Linked DNA regions of Pan troglodytes: region 2 is linked to region 1. A link is a contact called in public HiChIP or PLAC-seq data. All regions are on one chromosome and are shown on one strand. The core of a region is the stretch at or near the end of the contact, and the rest is flanking DNA. Distances in the headings are between cores, read along the strand shown.

Region 1 (2,688 bases), core at 73-2,572:
GGCCTCGGAGGCGGCGGCGGCGGGGTCCGCGGCTCTGGCGGCGGGTGCCCGGGCCGTCCCGGCGGCCACGAGAGGAGCCGCCGCCGCCGCCTCGGGCCCGTGGGTGCCCCCGGGACCCCGACTGAGGGGCAGCCGGCCGCGGCCCGCGGGGGCGACGCAGCAGCCCGCGGTCCCCGCGCCGCCGGCGGGGGAGCTGATCCAGCCGTCGGTGAGCGAGCTGTCCCGGGCCGTGCGGACCAACATCCTGTGCACCGTGCGCGGCTGCGGCAAGATCCTGCCCAACAGCCCCGCGCTCAACATGCACCTAGTCAAGAGCCACCGCCTGCAGGTGAGCCCGACGCGGCCGGCGGCCCGGGGGGCCGGGCCTGGCTCCAACAAAGCGCCCGGCGCCGGCGCGCGAAGCCGGCCTCGGGGGGACGAGCGCCCTGCGCGCTGCCGCTGCCGCTGCCCCACCGGCCTCTGCCCTCCCCGGCCGGAGGCGGCTCTCGAACCCACGCGGCAGGCCCCGCAGGTGCGGCCTCTGGCGGGGAGGAGGAGCTGGGAGCCCCGGGTCCGCCGTACGCGCCAGTTCCCTGGTTCCCTGGCTCCCTGGCCCCGAGTGTCGTGCCGGACGCCGGCCCAGGCTTTTTACACGTTTTTGCCCGTGAGTTCTTAACGGCATTTTGGCGAGGGACGCATCGTCTCCATTATATTAATGAGAAACAGATTATGCAACCTAGATGATGCGGGGCTTTAAACCGGGGGCTCTGGTTCTGAAGCCCTGTGCTTGCCACCACACCCACAATGCCGCCCTTAGGTCCTGCCCAGTGGACTGTATGTGCCAAAATAACTAGAAGAGAGGGTTTTAAATGTTCTCACCACCAAGAGACAATACGTTTGAGGTCAAGGACATGTTAAATACTCTGACTTGATGACTATGCGATGTATATGTCCATCCATGCTGCACACCGCAGCCCATCAGTAGGAATAATTACTGTGTGTCGATTATGAATAAAAAAATGTTTTAAAGGAGCGGTAGCTTTGCCTCTAAACACCATCAGTCAGTTTCACGGTGTTGGTAAGATCAACTCAGGACTGAGACCTAAGGGAAATTGCCCCTGCGTCTCTTCTTTAAGAGGGGGACACAGTAAATACACCATGACAATAGTCTCAACAACCCTCCACGTTATGCAAAACAGGGCAGTCATTTTCAACCTTGGGACACATCTGTGACAAGCTTATTAAAAATCCAGATGTCCAGCCCCACCCCGGACCTATTAAGTCACAATCTCTCAGTCATTACAATGGCAAGTTTCCTTCCACCACTCTAGGCCAGCAGTGACATAATTCAAAAGCGCAAGTCATTGAAAGCAGTTCTGCGAATATGTAGCTTTTGATGATCAGGAGTAAATTTAGAGTACCCAGAGTATTGCATGTTCTGTCTGCCCATAGTCAGGCTTCTGATAAGAATTTAACAGCAGAAAACTCTGAGGTTGTAGTCTCTAGTAGGACAGATGTGTCGCCAATGAAGAGTGATCTGCTCTTACCACCATCTAAACCGGGATGCGACAACGTTCTCAAATGAAGATCAGGGAGCCAGTCAGGAAATGTACCTGAGGTATGCTGAGGAAGACCCTGCAGGTGGGGCCGAATTGTTGGACTGAAAAGCTCTGGATTTCTTTCAGCACACAAGTGTAACTCTGGGAATGGCTTTCAACCTATTGTTTTGTTTTCATACTAAATTTTAACTAAATCCTTTTTTTCCCTGTTGTTTTTGTGTTCGTTTGTTTTTGAGACAGTCTCACTCCATCACCCAGGCTGGAGTGCAATGGCGCCATCTCAGCTCACTGTAACCTCTGCCTCCAGGGTTCAAGCAATTCTCCTGCCTCAGCCTCCCTAGTAGCTGGCATTACAGGCACCTGCCACCACACCCTGCTAATTTTGTTTTGTATTTTTAGTGGAGACAGGTTTCACCATGATGGCCAGCTTGGTCTCGAACTCCTGACCCTCAGGTGATCCACCCACCTCAGCCTCTTAAAGTGCTGGGATTCCAGGTGTGAGCCACCACGACCGACCTAAATCCTTTATTTAATCATAACTTAGGTGGATGAACTATTTCTTAATAGTTTCTGTTGTTCCTTTCTGTGGAGTTGCTTTTAGGAGCTCTAGCTCTTTAAAGATCCTGGTAAACATCTGTTGAACATAAAGATACCATTTGCTTTTCAGGACTGGTTAGTATACAGTAGGTTTGTTTCTAATTATGTTGGGTTTTTTGTTTTGTTTTGTTTGAGACAGAGTCTCACTCTGTCGCCCAGGCTGGAGTGGCAGTGGTGCGATCTTGGATCACTGCAACCTCTGCCTTCCAGGTTCAAGCGAGTCTCCTGCCTCAGCCACCCTAGTAGCTGGGATTACAGGTGCATACCACCACGCCCAGCTAATTTTTGTATTTTTAGTAGAGGTGGGGTTTCACCATGTTGGCCAGGCTGGTCTCGAACTCCTGACCTCGAGTGATCCACCCGCCTCAGCCTCCCAAAGGGCTGGGATTACGGGTGTGAGCCACTGTGCCCAGCCAGGGCAAACTTTTTTTTAGCAGGAATTATACCTCACCAGATCCATCATTTTTTTCTTGACAAGCAGACTGACTTTCCTGTCTTGTCCTGGCTTTCTAACCGCAGTGCCCAGTGGCCCCTGAGCAGCTCCTGTCTCGGT
Region 2 (2,688 bases), core at 57-2,556, 280 kb after region 1:
GTGGAAATGCATGTGTCTTCCACAGCCGTACCCTCCCCATCTATTCTCCTGCCCTGAAAACAGTTAGATACTTGGATTCCTGCCAGTGACTCCAAAGCCTTGGCTGGTTCAGGGTAAATACCCAATACTTTATTGGAGCCTTTCAGTTGGTTGAAGGACAGTGAAAATTCCATCCTGTCTTGCCTGGAATGCTAGCCACATTCTTCTGGTCCGGAGTCCTCATAAAATTGCTAATTTTTTAGAGGCTTATGGAGTACCTAACGTTTGCACAAAATGGTAGCTACATTCCACACGCCCATGTGCCCTGAGCAACCTCCAGGGAAACTTCAGATACCGTGGGGCTTGGCCTGCCAGCTGAGCTGACCCAGCGATCCTTTCTATCACAGCTTTGATCTTCACTGGGTTGGGAGCCTGTCTGAATCTAAACATCTGCCTCTCTACTGCCCACCCCTTCCGCATTTCCTAGCTCTCCCTGAAAGGTGCAAACATGCATGCAGTTACTCAAACAGAATATTTATCCTTAACTCCCTCTCCCTCACAATTTTTTTTAAAACAATCCACTATTGTCTACCCCCCCCCCCCGCATCACCCTTTCATCCAGGTGCCCATTCCCTTCTCTCTAGTCCTGCAATACCTAAGCATAGATCTGCCTTTAGCACATCCATCCCCGCCTTATTCTGCACGCAGGAGCTAAGTGACCTGCACAAAACCCCCTGCTAAATACGGTACTTCCATGGTTCTTCACCCCTGCAGAAACCAAACTCCTTCCCACACCAAGGAGGCCCTGCAAAATTTAAGGCCTCCTTCGGACTTCTCCAGCTTCATCTGCTACGTCTCCTTCGTAGCCCGCAACCAAAACCATCTTTTCCGGGTCTGTTTTCTCGGGTTTTTGTCCCCTCACCTGGGCAGCTCCTTTTCTCTCATAAATAAAGAAAGCTACAGCGACTTCGCCCTTGCTTCCATGCATCATCTCATGAGTCCACAACAACACTAAGAATTCGCTTTCATTTTGCAGACGGAGAAACTGAGGATGGGCACCTTACCCATGGCCACACAGCTAGTAAGTGGAACAGCTGCAACCAGGATTCAAACTCGCGGCTCCAGAGGCCACAGGCTTAACCACGGAATCCTAGCCCGCCCGCACATCCCTCCATCGCGGCAGCGACCTATGTCATCCGGATACACCTTCCGCTGCACCCAGCCGGAGCTGGTTAGGCGGGCGGAGGAAGGAGGCTTCTGATTGGCCGTCTCCAGCAGCGGAGGCGAGAGGGCGGGGAGCGACGGTGCGGGGGCGTCGCGGAGAAATGACTTCACGACGCGGCTTCTTAAAGGCGCCGGCCCAGTGCGCCGCGGATGGCACAGGCGCGTCCCGGGGGCTCCAGCTTCTGCTCAGAGCGCGGAGAGCCGGGCCGGGCGGGCGCGCGCGCAGGACTCGGGCCGCTCGAGGGGTCCGGCCGGTCGGTGTCGGGAGCCGGACCCGTCGGCAGAGGAGCGGGCGCCGCGATGGCTGAGGGCAGTGCCGTGTCTGACCCTCAGCACGCCGCGCGTCTGCTGCGAGCGCTCAGCTCTTTCCGCGAGGAGTCTCGCTTCTGCGACGCGCACCTGGTCCTCGACGGGGAGGAGATCCCGGTGCAGAAGAACATCCTGGCGGCGGCCAGCCCGTACATCAGGTGGGGAGGGGGCTACGGCGGGCGGGCGCGGCGGTGCTGCCCGGAGCCGGAGGCGGGGCGGCCGGGCCGGGCGTGGCCCCCAGACCCTGTCCCCTGTCCCCGGCGCCGGGGTCCCCGCGTCACCGTTGGCGCGGCGTCCCTCCCGGCAAGCGCCGGAACCCGGCCCCGCTGACCGCGTCCCCAGGGCGGCCTCTGTGGCTTCCAGGCCCGCGCTCCCCACGGGACCCCCGCGCCCCTTGGAGTTGTCCCCGGACCCGGACCGCGATCCCCCGCCTTGTCCCTCCCGGTTCCCACCGCCGCGGCGAGCGCCCGGCCTCGGAGACCCTGAGTCCCCCAGACGCCGTCCTGGGCCGGCCGGGACCCGCACCTGCGGGCTGGGCGAGGCCGCGCCGAGGAAGAGTCACCCCCTCGCCCAGGCCGGGCCCGCGGTCCCCGCTGAAGTTCGCCAGTCGCTCGCCTCTGAATCCACGCGCGGGGGCTGGGCCGGCGCCGCCAACCCGGCAGGGAGCGCCCTGCCCGCTGGGAGGCCGGACAGACAGCGCCTCGCTGGGTGCAGGCAGAGAAAACCCTCTCGATGTTCTCCTTGGGTTGGTAGTCCGAACCTCCGGGCGAAATTCTTCTCCTTGCCAAACGTGTGTTTTCAGCTCCATTCTGGTAACTGTTTAAAAGAGGAGTTACACGTCGAAGTAAACTGTAGCGAATTCTCAGGATGCTGTTACAACCCGAGGACCGTGAGAGCCTTGCGACTAAGGGCATTTTAATACTTTAGTAAAGCAAAGCTTAACCAGATTTGCCAACTCAACTAACCAGGTTAATTAAAAGGTTGATAAGACAGTGCTTATACAAGTGTATCAGATCTTGCAGGAGACTATCTTTTCTTTTAGCAACCTTCTTGCAAACTAGGTTGCTGTTTTAATAAAAGGGAAGGGGGGAATGCTAAAAACTGGAGAAACTGCCCAGTAAGCTGGTTAAATATAAGCTAGTGGTAGAGAATATCACTACAATTGACAGGTCAGAA

The links. HiChIP or PLAC-seq counts read pairs in DNA pulled down with a chosen protein or histone mark.
Region 2: a contact with region 1 is called in an H3K4me3 HiChIP or PLAC-seq map of stem cell-derived excitatory neurons, with 5 times the contacts expected there. The contact joins the promoter of GAN here to the promoter of ATMIN in region 1. A contact is called at or near these places in 1 of 7 Hi-C or Micro-C datasets (stem cell-derived neural progenitor cells) and 1 of 1 datasets of contacts at active chromatin or transcription factors (stem cell-derived excitatory neurons).

Annotation. Positions count from the first base shown.
Region 1 is chr18:79,197,850-79,200,537 of NHGRI_mPanTro3-v2.0_pri, forward strand. ATMIN (ATM interactor) reads left to right here and starts at 1,323. Exons shown (of 4, transcript NM_001280340.1): 1 at 1,323-1,597.
Region 2 is chr18:79,474,781-79,477,468 of NHGRI_mPanTro3-v2.0_pri, forward strand. GAN (gigaxonin) reads left to right here and starts at 1,307. Exons shown (of 10, transcript XM_054668491.2): 1 at 1,307-1,670.